2 separate regions of the Mus musculus genome follow, and region 1 is linked to region 2. Evidence: chromatin contacts called from public Hi-C data. All regions are on one chromosome and are shown on one strand. Each heading gives the region's core, a stretch centred on a gene start, on an enhancer-like site or on the middle of the called end of the contact. The rest is flanking DNA. Distances are from core to core; before and after follow the strand shown.

Region 1 (4,818 bases), core at 88-2,587, 830 kb before region 2:
GTTCTTACACATGACCTGGTTCTGCTTGGATGGCATGGGAAGCTAGCTGAATCCATTTCTTGTCTGAGCCACCGTCTCGGCCAAGTGACAGGGTGAAAAGGCCCTTCAGACATGGCCCAGAATCCAAGCAGCTGTCTCTACTGTCTAAGTATTAATGGCTTAGTTCACTCACAGAGGAGAGAGGCATGTAATGCCCAACAAGCTTAGCCTGATCTGGGGTTCAATTTGAGTTAATCGGCACTGCTTCTGGAATATGCCTATGTGGGTTTTTCTCAGTAAGTGCAGTCAGCAAGTCTGAACGGAGCTCTCCTATGCCGACCCACACAGATCAACTTGGACTTTGCGACATTGCATCATCATAAGAGGACTTCAGGGTGCTCTGAGCCAAGTAGAATTGGCTAAATGGTTAACACATGACTTTAGGAAAAAGCATGGGCACTTCTCAGAGGACGATGGGGCTAAAAACACTGTGGCTACCTCATCTCAAAACCTGAGTGAAATTAAGCCCAGAAACCCTTCATTTCTCAATCATAAGTAAGGATAAAAATTATAAGCAGGAACTAGGATTCATGGGAGACAGAGCCACAGAAGAATCTTTTGGCAGCTTACCAGGTCCTCCTGATAGATGTATTTGAATGTAAACATGAGCTTTGAACCCAAGATGTAAAATGGGGCAGAATTGTTGCCAGTTAAATAGAAAGAAGGTAAATCACCGACATTCTTCACACTTCCGTTAGAGGGCATTCTTGCCTCACAGATGCCTGGGTGTGTTTATCACAGAGAGTGTTTTCTTCCAGGTCTGCAGGTCTGCATTATAGGTGGTCTAAACTGGCAGACTCCATGCCAGGCAAGGCACGCAAAGCTGGGGGGGGGCGGATAATGTGACATTTCTTCCTGCTTTCACATACCCAAGGTAATAGAAATCAGCTTGGCTCAAAACTGTGCTCCTGAGCTCCAGTTCTCCACTCTGTCCCCAACCCCACCCCCACCCCCACCCAGACCCCAAACCTTGTGCACTGCACTGCCAGGGACTGCCAGAGCCTTCCCCAGGGAAGCTGAAATCATGAGAGCCGCTTGATTATTCAGGGAGATTTTGTAAATGCAGCCAAGGAACAGGAAGGTGCCTCAAGTCCTGGGGGAGTGAGGGGCTTTCCTCTCCCTGGGCAGTCACCAGGGCCGCACATAGGGAAGAAAGCCAACAGAAAGCCGTGCATCTTTTGTAACTCCAGAATACCCCAGTGCCAGGATGTCTCCCAGGCAGAGGCTTCCCGAACTCTGAGGCCTCCCACAGGCCAGGCTTCTGTGTGTATGTGAGAAAGGAGCATATGTTGAGTCATACACATACCCACCTAAAGGAGAACGCAGAACACCGTGGCTCTAGAGTTGTTTGTAGAGTGCTCAGTTCTAAAGCCTTAGGCATGAGAATTGGTGTGAACCATGGTGTTGATCTCTCCCAAGGCCTGGCATGATGATGCTTGCTGCCACTGCTTCCAAAGTCTGGCATGATGATGCTTGCTGATGCTGCAGTGAGCAGAAATGCCTAAATACTAAGGGAAAGGGAAACACTTTGTGTGCTGACCACAATGTGGTACTGAGGCACAGGTGGGAGAGGATGAGACATGGGACCAGGAAGCTGCCCCTGTTACATAGGCATACAACCATTGGGTCCTAAACACAGAAGAGAGAGTCCCTTGGCCTTTAACACTGGAGGAGTGCAGGGTAGAGCAAGAAACTTGGGAGTTCTCAAGGCTGACTCTCAACTGCCTCAGTCCAGTTCCCCGTGTTTATGCTTGTAAACAGAAAAGCAGATTGACACAACACTGAGGATAACCTCCTCTACCCTTCTCCTCTCACTCTCCAAACACACACACACACACACACACACACACACACACACACACGCACACACACACATGTATACACATACATGCACATATACACACATACACATGTGCACACACATTCACACATATACACAGGAACACACATACATATGTGCACACACATGCACATATATACACATACACACATATACATGCACACACACATACTCATGTGCACACACATTCACACAGATACACATGTACACACATGCACATGTATACACATATATACACATATACATGCACACACATACTCATGTGCACACACATTCACACACATACACATGTACACACATACACATGTGTATACACACATGCACAAACATACACATATATATGCACATACACTGATGTATGTGACAACTTTGGGTGTCATTCCTTGTTTTTGTGATCTTTGTTTTTGAAACAGAGTTTCTCATTGAATCTCACCAACTAGGTTAGGCTGGGCAGTGCCCCAAGTATCTGCTTGTCTGAGCTGGGATTTCAAGAATGCTGCCCATGTGATTACTAAACCCTGTGCTTGGGCAACAAGCACTTGACCAACTGACCAGCTCAACACCCTGGCTCAACAGTGAGGACTTGGTGTCAAGGCAGTAGCTAGGATTTACCAGTGTTAGAGCATTATTACAGAGAATATTTATCTTCAGGTGACTATAGAAAATCATGTCAAAACAGTACTAGGGGAAAAAAAGCTTTTATGAGATTCTTAAAGTACAGAACTGGCAGAGGACCCACAAATGCCAAGCGAACCTGAATGACTCAGTGTCTCTCTAATGGGCTTAGGTTGGAGACCCTGGGCAGGAAAATAAAGCCTTCAGCAAGCACTTGGGAGGGCAGGGCCCTTGGCAAGGTCCTCATGTAAAGTCATCCCATAATTATAGTCTTGGAGGAGAGAGCCTTGTTCTCTCCCTGCACCCTGTAAGCCCCTGGGTTTTCAGCTAAGTCTTCTGGCCTTGCTTTCATTTGGGTTCTGTAGCAACACAGCACCTTTGGCCCAAACCTCTCCCTTTCTATTTTTAAAAAAGAAAGGACTTAGGAGTCCTGGGGAACCTGTAATTGACAAAGCACTTAGAGTCATCAAATCCACCCCCAAGGCATGGATGCAGCCAGGCTCCTGCTGCAGATTTTAATGTCTTACCACAGCACTAAGGGCTTCTGTTATGTGCAGTCTGGTCACCATGGTTCCCTGATCGCTGGTGTTTTATATCTCACCTAAAGTAGAGGTGGGCGTGCCCAGAGTGTTTTGAGCTTGTGTTGAGAAACATGGCAGGACTTGCCAGTATAGAACCCTCTGGAACCCTGTGGACTTGGAGCTGCAGGTAGGATGCCAGACACTTTTTTTTTTTTTTTTGTCTTTGAGGTTCAAGTTCTTTTTAACTTTTGGAACACACAGGACATCCTCTTTCTAACTGATGTAGGGAGAGTTTTTTAAAAGGTCCATTGAAAAGAACTGCTGAAGAACCTGGATGCCCAATGGTTTTCACAAAACAGTATTTTGATGTGTTAAGTGGAAGCATATCGGAGACGTGTAGATTGGATTTCCCTCTAAACATACAGGGGCTTGAGTACAGGATTCAAGAAGGCAGGCCAGGCACCTTTTAGAAACTCAAACACTTGAAAAATACTGGGAAGTGTTTATGTTCAAACCTATGGGACTGGCCCACCCAGGATGGAAGCAGTAAGCTCAGCCAGACAGACACCTGCTCCCTAAGGGTGACCTTTGCATAGACAGCTTGCAGAATAGGTGTTGTACTGTGACAGGTGACAAAGCTTGTCCAAACATGGAACAAGCTTGCTTTCTCCCTCCCCTCCCTCTCCCTCCCTTTTCCTTTTCCCTCTTTCCCCCTCTCTCCCTTTTCCCTTTCCCCCTCCCCTCCCCCCTTCTCTGATAGGTTCTCATGTAGCCCATGCTGGCCTGGAACTCCCTATGTAGATGAGGTGACCTTAAATTTCTTAAATGCTGAGGTTGTAGGTGAGCACCTGTGCACCTGCATAGCTGGTCTAGGCAGTGCTGGGCCATCTTGGACATGCCAGGGCAAACACTCTACCAACTGCAGAATTCCTGAAGCCCAGAACATGATACTTTGTGTACAGACTGTAGGAAAACAGACCCCTGTAAAGCAATTGAAACCTCAACTCTCACCCTAATTGGACCAATTGCCAGGAATGGGGATTCCACCTAGCTGCACAGGGCTATGGCTTCCTCTTGCTCATATGCCTGCTTCTGTCCCATGTAGTCTTTGCTTAGACCAAAAATAAAAAAAAAATCTCAGAATCAATCAACCAACCACTCAATCTATCCTACACAGCATGTTCTCACAGGACTTAATAATTCCAGTCATTAAAGCAAAGTGTCAGATGTATTTCACAGAACTTCGTGGTTCTGGAGTGCTGAGATGGCCATCGATCTTTCCTGGGACCCACGGCTCACCTTAGGACAAGTGAATCTTAACTCTGAAAGGAGCAATTGCTTTGGAAAGTAAGAGTTTTTGGAGTAAGGAGTTCAGAGCAGCCCAGGGCCTGGGAACTCCATTTTTCCACAAAACTTAGGATTTCCAGAGCCAACAACACATTTTTTTTTCATTCTCTTACATCTTATTATTTTCTTGGAAGATGACATAAGTGGCCCCTGAGATTCCTCTTCTTGGCTGCATACTATGCTCCTGCTTATCAACGTCCCAACCAGCTTCCCATAGAGAAGTGGAGAAATGAAGGACTGTTGATGGGTTCTGATGTGTGGACTGATGTAGTTGTGTCTGGTAGTCATAGGAATCTCCTCAGCTCTTTGTTGGTCTCCTGAGGCATTACCAGAAGTTTCTTCTATGTATTGGGGCTACACAAAGTTAAAAGCCAAAGCTGAGGTGGTATGACTTCCACAGCAAACAGGACCTTGAACTAGCTTGGAAGCCAAGTGGCTTTAGTTGAAAGGATGGGC
Region 2 (4,953 bases), core at 2,185-4,684:
GATACAACTTGCCTTTGTGGCTCATGGGTTACAGATGGAGAGGAATGATGGGAGCAAGACAGGATATTAGAATACACATAGACAGAACAAAAGCAGGGGAGAACTGTGCAGAGCCCACAGCAAAGCTGGTGAGGGGTGAATAAGAACAAAGCCAAAAATAAAATGTCAACATGAGACCTATTTCTTTGAATTCAAACAAAAGTTATTAGAAAAAGGTAGGGTAGGGAGATGGTTCTGTTACTAAAGCGCTTGCCACCCAAACATAAGGTCTGAGTTTGGTCCCCACAACACACATTTAAAAGTCTGGATATGGTGGCACAAGCTTGTAATCCCAGTATCAAGAAGGTGGGGACAACAGCATCCCTGGTGCTAAAGGACCAGTTAGGCTAGCCTTCTGGGCAGGTTTCAGGCCAGTAAGAGACCCTGTGAGAGAGAGAGAGAGAGAGAGAGAGAGAGAGAGAGAGAGAGAGAGAGAGAGAGAGAGAGAGAGAGAGAGAGAGAGAGGGAGGGAAAGAGAAGAAAGAGGAGGAGGGAGGAAGGAAGAAAGAAAGGAAGGAAGGAAAGAAAGGAAAGAGAAGAAACAGAGAGAGGAAGGAAAGGAAGGGAAGGAAGGGAGGGAGGGGGAGAGAGAGAGAGAGAGAGAGAGAGAGAGAGAGAGAAAGAAAGAAAGGAAAGAAAGAAAGAAAGAAAGAAAGAAAGAAAGAAAGAAAGAAAGAAAGAAAGAAAGAAAGAAAGAAAGAAAGAAAGAAAGAAAGAAAGAAAGAAAGACATTCACCTAAGCAACAACCCCCAAAGTTGTTCTCTGGCTTTGTGATGGCTAATCTTGGTGTCAACTTGACCATATCTGGAATTAACTAAGACTTAGGCAGTTAGGCATACCTGTGAGGGATCTTTCTTCACTAGATTATTTAAGGTTATAAAACTCACCCTATATATGGGCACATCTTCTGGTGGCAGCCCAGTAAAATGATGTGGAGGAGGGAAGCTTACACTTTTTGCCTGCTTTCCCTCACTCTCACTGGCAAGTTCATCCACTCTGCTGCTGAAGCATTCCTTCCCTGGTGTTAGATGATACTTCCTCCAACATAGATGAAAGCTGGCAGTCTTCTAGGACATGCCTGGTACTCTAGCACTGGATGGGATTATTGAGACATCCTATCTCATGGACTGAACAATTAACAGATCTCTGGCCTTTCCATCAGGAGACAGCCATTGTTGAACTACCCAAACCATATCCTGAAAGCACTCTAATAAATGTGTGTGTGTGTGTGTGTGTGTGTGTGTGTGTGTGTGTGTGTGTGTGTGTTTCATTCTATCAGTTCTGTTCCTTTAGAGTACCCTAACTAATATATACACACATGGAACCATCTCCCACTCCTGATACAGACACTGTGGAGGTGTTAGAGAGAACATTTCCAGGTGAGCCCATCTGTATACAGATTTAACTTGGATAACAACATCCTAGACTTTGAGGAAGAATTATAATGAGGTGAGATTTAGGGTAATGTTATGAAGGACTGCATACATTTTTCATGTAGAAGGGATGTAAAGATTAGAGTCTAAAGTTGGACTGCGATTGCTAACCAAGATGGCCTGTTAGATTCTCACCCTCCTCTGTCCCCTTTTACAATGTGCCAGAATCAATCAGTGTGACCAGCTCTGCCATTGTCAAGGCTGGAGCATAAGGACACCGTGAATCAATTTGTTCTCTCTCAGACTGACTGTGCTGTACAACACAGCAGGCACACCATAATCCACACTGTGAGAGGATCTACATAGTGAGAAATCAAAGGCCATCCCCAACAGCCAAGAGTCTGGAGGTGGAGCCTTTTCCCAGGTTCAGACTTCATACAACTACAGCACTGCCAAACAAAGGAAACTTCCCCAAGAGACACCGAGCCAGAACCATCCAGCAAAGTTGCTCCTGGGTTCCCACCCCTCATGAAGAATACAAGTAACAAACATTTGTTTACTGACACGGTGAGGTTTAAAGTGAGTTTAAGGTAAGTCATTACTAGCAATAAAGATACATAAGCAGTAAAGACAGCTCAATCAAATACTGTGTGTGTGTGTGTGTGTGTGTGTGTGTGTGTGTGTGTGTGTGTGCATTTCTCTGTGCATGTACTTGTGCCATTTTGAGGTATGCAAATGCACATGAGTGCAGATGAAGACTAAAGGTCATGCCAGATGTCTTTCTTATTCAATCTCTGCTTTGTGTTTTTGAGACAAACTCACTAAACCTGAGCTCGCTGGTTGGGCTATACTGGCTGATGAGAAAGCTCTGGGGTCCTCCTGTCTCTGGTCCCTGGCACTCATACACAGGAATGAGCTGCGCTCAGCTTTTACTTGGGTGACAGGGGTGCAAACTCAGGTATGCATGCTTGCACAGCAAGCAGTTGGCCAACTAGATCATCTACCCAGCCGGCCCCAGAAACATTCCTCTTGGTATTGCAACAGTGTAATAAAAATAATAGCCATCTATTCTGGTAAAGTTATATACAGTCAGGTATTGCTCATGGATAGGACATAATCTAAGAAACAGCATCAGAGGGGTTTTCCCTTCTATGAATATCAGAGAGCATCCTCACACAAACTCAGATGGCTTCAGCATCTCGAGGCAATATGATCTTATGGGAGGCCTGTCATTGACTGAACAGAATACTGCATTTATTATCTAATGGCATGAAGTACAATCATCAAGACTTGGTCACTGGGTGTCACTCACTCTGTGTCTGTAAGAGACATAAACACCAACAAATGATTTCTAGAATCAAGCTATTATTCCCAGAAAAAGATAGCCATTTGTGACCCGTTGGTTTTCAAGAAATACTTAACACTGTGCAGAGAAAACTTACTGATATAGATTTGGTGACAAAACTATTGAGGGGGATAGAGCTGTTACTTTCCTGGTTGCTGTGAGATCATTCCTAACAAGAGCTGCTTAAGGGGGGATAGGTTTATCTGGACTCACGTTATGGAGGGATGGTGCCCACCAAGTCCATCACGGTGGTATTGGGGTGGGAACCGTTACGACTCACATCTTGATGGAACGAGAAGCAGGAAGAACGAGAGGAGGGGGCAAGGAAGGCTCTAAACCTCAAAGGCTTGCCTGTGCAACCTTCCCGAGCAGCGACACCAGCCAAGGACCAGTGTTTCAGTGCGTGAACCTGTTGGGGAAATTTCACACTCGAGCCACAAAGGGCGGGGAAGTAATGTGCATTTCCACGATCCTCAGATCCGGAGTCGGGTGGGAACTGGGTTTAATCAACCCATGGCCTCAGAAGGCAAAACAGGGCTTTTGGATCACAGTAGGTTAAACAGTGGGTCCCCAGACTGGAGGTTTTCAGACCTAGTAGGACGGGAGGAAGTTGGGTGGAGCCGGGAAGAGGAGGGATACTGCAAGAGCCTAAAAAGAGTGAGATTCTGAGTCACCGTTTCCACACAGTGAGGATAAAGGAGGCATCTCCACAGCGTCTGCCTGACAAAACGCTGGACTGGGCTGGGACTAAATAAAGCAACAGGAAAGGGAGGGTCTTGTCGGCAGCACTCCATTCAGTGGGATGTTTTGACTACAGTTCAGCTCTAGCACTCCTTGCTGAGAACTTGACTAGAATTGGTATTCACAGTCCACATACATCCTCCAAGGGGATTTTTTTCTTTTAATTTCAGAAACCCCCATCTCCTGCCTCATTCTGACCACATTAGAACCTGGCATAGTGGGACGGGGCTGGGTTTGACCCTGTCTCTGGAATAGTTGAGACGTCTCTCCTGTTCATTTTTCTCTTTCTCTCTCTTACTTCTCGGTGCGGAGCCAGCGAGAGGAGCCAGGTGGAAACTAAGGCTCTCTGTTTATGACTGAACAGGTACACCACAGACAGCAATGCCAGTGTTCTGCCCATGGCCTCCCACACACCCAGACTGCCCCAAGTCCCACCTGGAAGGACCAGGCCCTGGTAGCCAGGACGATGGTCCCACGTCTGGACTGATTGAAACCAGGCTTATTTGCTTAAGAACAACATTCGAATAGAGGCCCCTCAGAAACTCACATTTCCATATTGACTGGGGATTTTTGTTTATTACAAATGAGGTTAAGAAACCATTCTGTATAGTGGCTAAATGAAAAATCAACATGTGTTCAGAGAGCCCAGCAGCAACGGTGATAATAACTGCATTCTTGCATGACAGAACCTTCCCTTGAAGGCACCAGGGGGCAGCGGGGTCATCATCCCCAATCTCTCCAGTGAGAGAATGTGTTGCAGACGGGCAACTTAACTGCAGGTGGCCACTAACAGAGGGTGCCTGTGCTCTTCCCGTGTCGCTGGAGCTTGAAATGTGTGCATATTATTTCAATGTGTCTGACAGGAGGTGGCAAGAAAGCAGTTCTATTTCTTGCTATCTTTTTTATCATGCATGTGTGTTTAGCATATGTACATGTTGGTCAGAGGACCATTTGGGGGAGTTGCTTCTCTCTCTCTACCCTGTGGGTCTGTCCGTCATCAGGCTTGGTGGGAAGCACTCCCATAAAGCCATCTCACTGTCCCTATGATTTTTGTTGTTTGTTTTTGAGATGGGAATCTCATGTAGCCCAGGCTAGCCTCCAACTCACTATGCATAGCCAAGGATGACCCTGATCTTCTGATCTTCTTGCCTCTACCTCCCAAGTTCTAGGATCACAAAACTGCTCCACCAAGTCCGGTTTATTCGAAACCTTAACCTAGGGCCTCACGCGTGGCAGGCAAGCTCTCCTCCAACTGTAGTCCAGTTCCAACCACAGTTACACTGGGAAGGAGGAGTTGTATTTTTAAAATATGTTTTCATATAAGCATTCAGCTATTCTAGAAAGTCCCAGGCCATCTCTAGAGCCTGACTTCTCACTCTCTACAATGCTTGGCTCTGACCCTGTTGTCAGATGGAAGACTTCATAGCCACTGGCTACTATGTGCGCAGTGGCTA

The links. Hi-C and Micro-C count contacts between places; a contact is called where the count stands out from the background.
Region 1: a contact with region 2 is called in a Hi-C map of cerebral cortex, with 4 times the contacts expected there. The contact joins two enhancer-like sites. A contact is called at or near these places in 1 of 15 datasets of contacts at CTCF or cohesin (stem cell-derived epiblast-like cells) and 16 of 484 Hi-C or Micro-C datasets (the HPC-7 cell line, cardiomyocytes, cerebellum and 7 more).

Annotation. Positions count from the first base shown.
Region 1 is chr6:147,949,405-147,954,222 of GRCm38.p6, reverse strand. No RefSeq gene overlaps it. Among named protein-coding and RNA genes, the nearest start is that of Far2, 96 kb to the left of the region's middle. Within about 2 kb of position 1,337, at least 42 of the 459 cell types and tissues checked have an H3K27ac peak or open chromatin away from gene starts, as enhancers often do. A contact at or near this core is called in cerebral cortex, where this site is marked.
Region 2 is chr6:147,120,017-147,124,969 of GRCm38.p6, reverse strand. No RefSeq gene overlaps it. Among named protein-coding and RNA genes, the nearest start is that of Klhl42, 31 kb to the right of the region's middle. Within about 2 kb of position 3,434, at least 6 of the 459 cell types and tissues checked have an H3K27ac peak or open chromatin away from gene starts, as enhancers often do. A contact at or near this core is called in cerebral cortex, where this site is marked.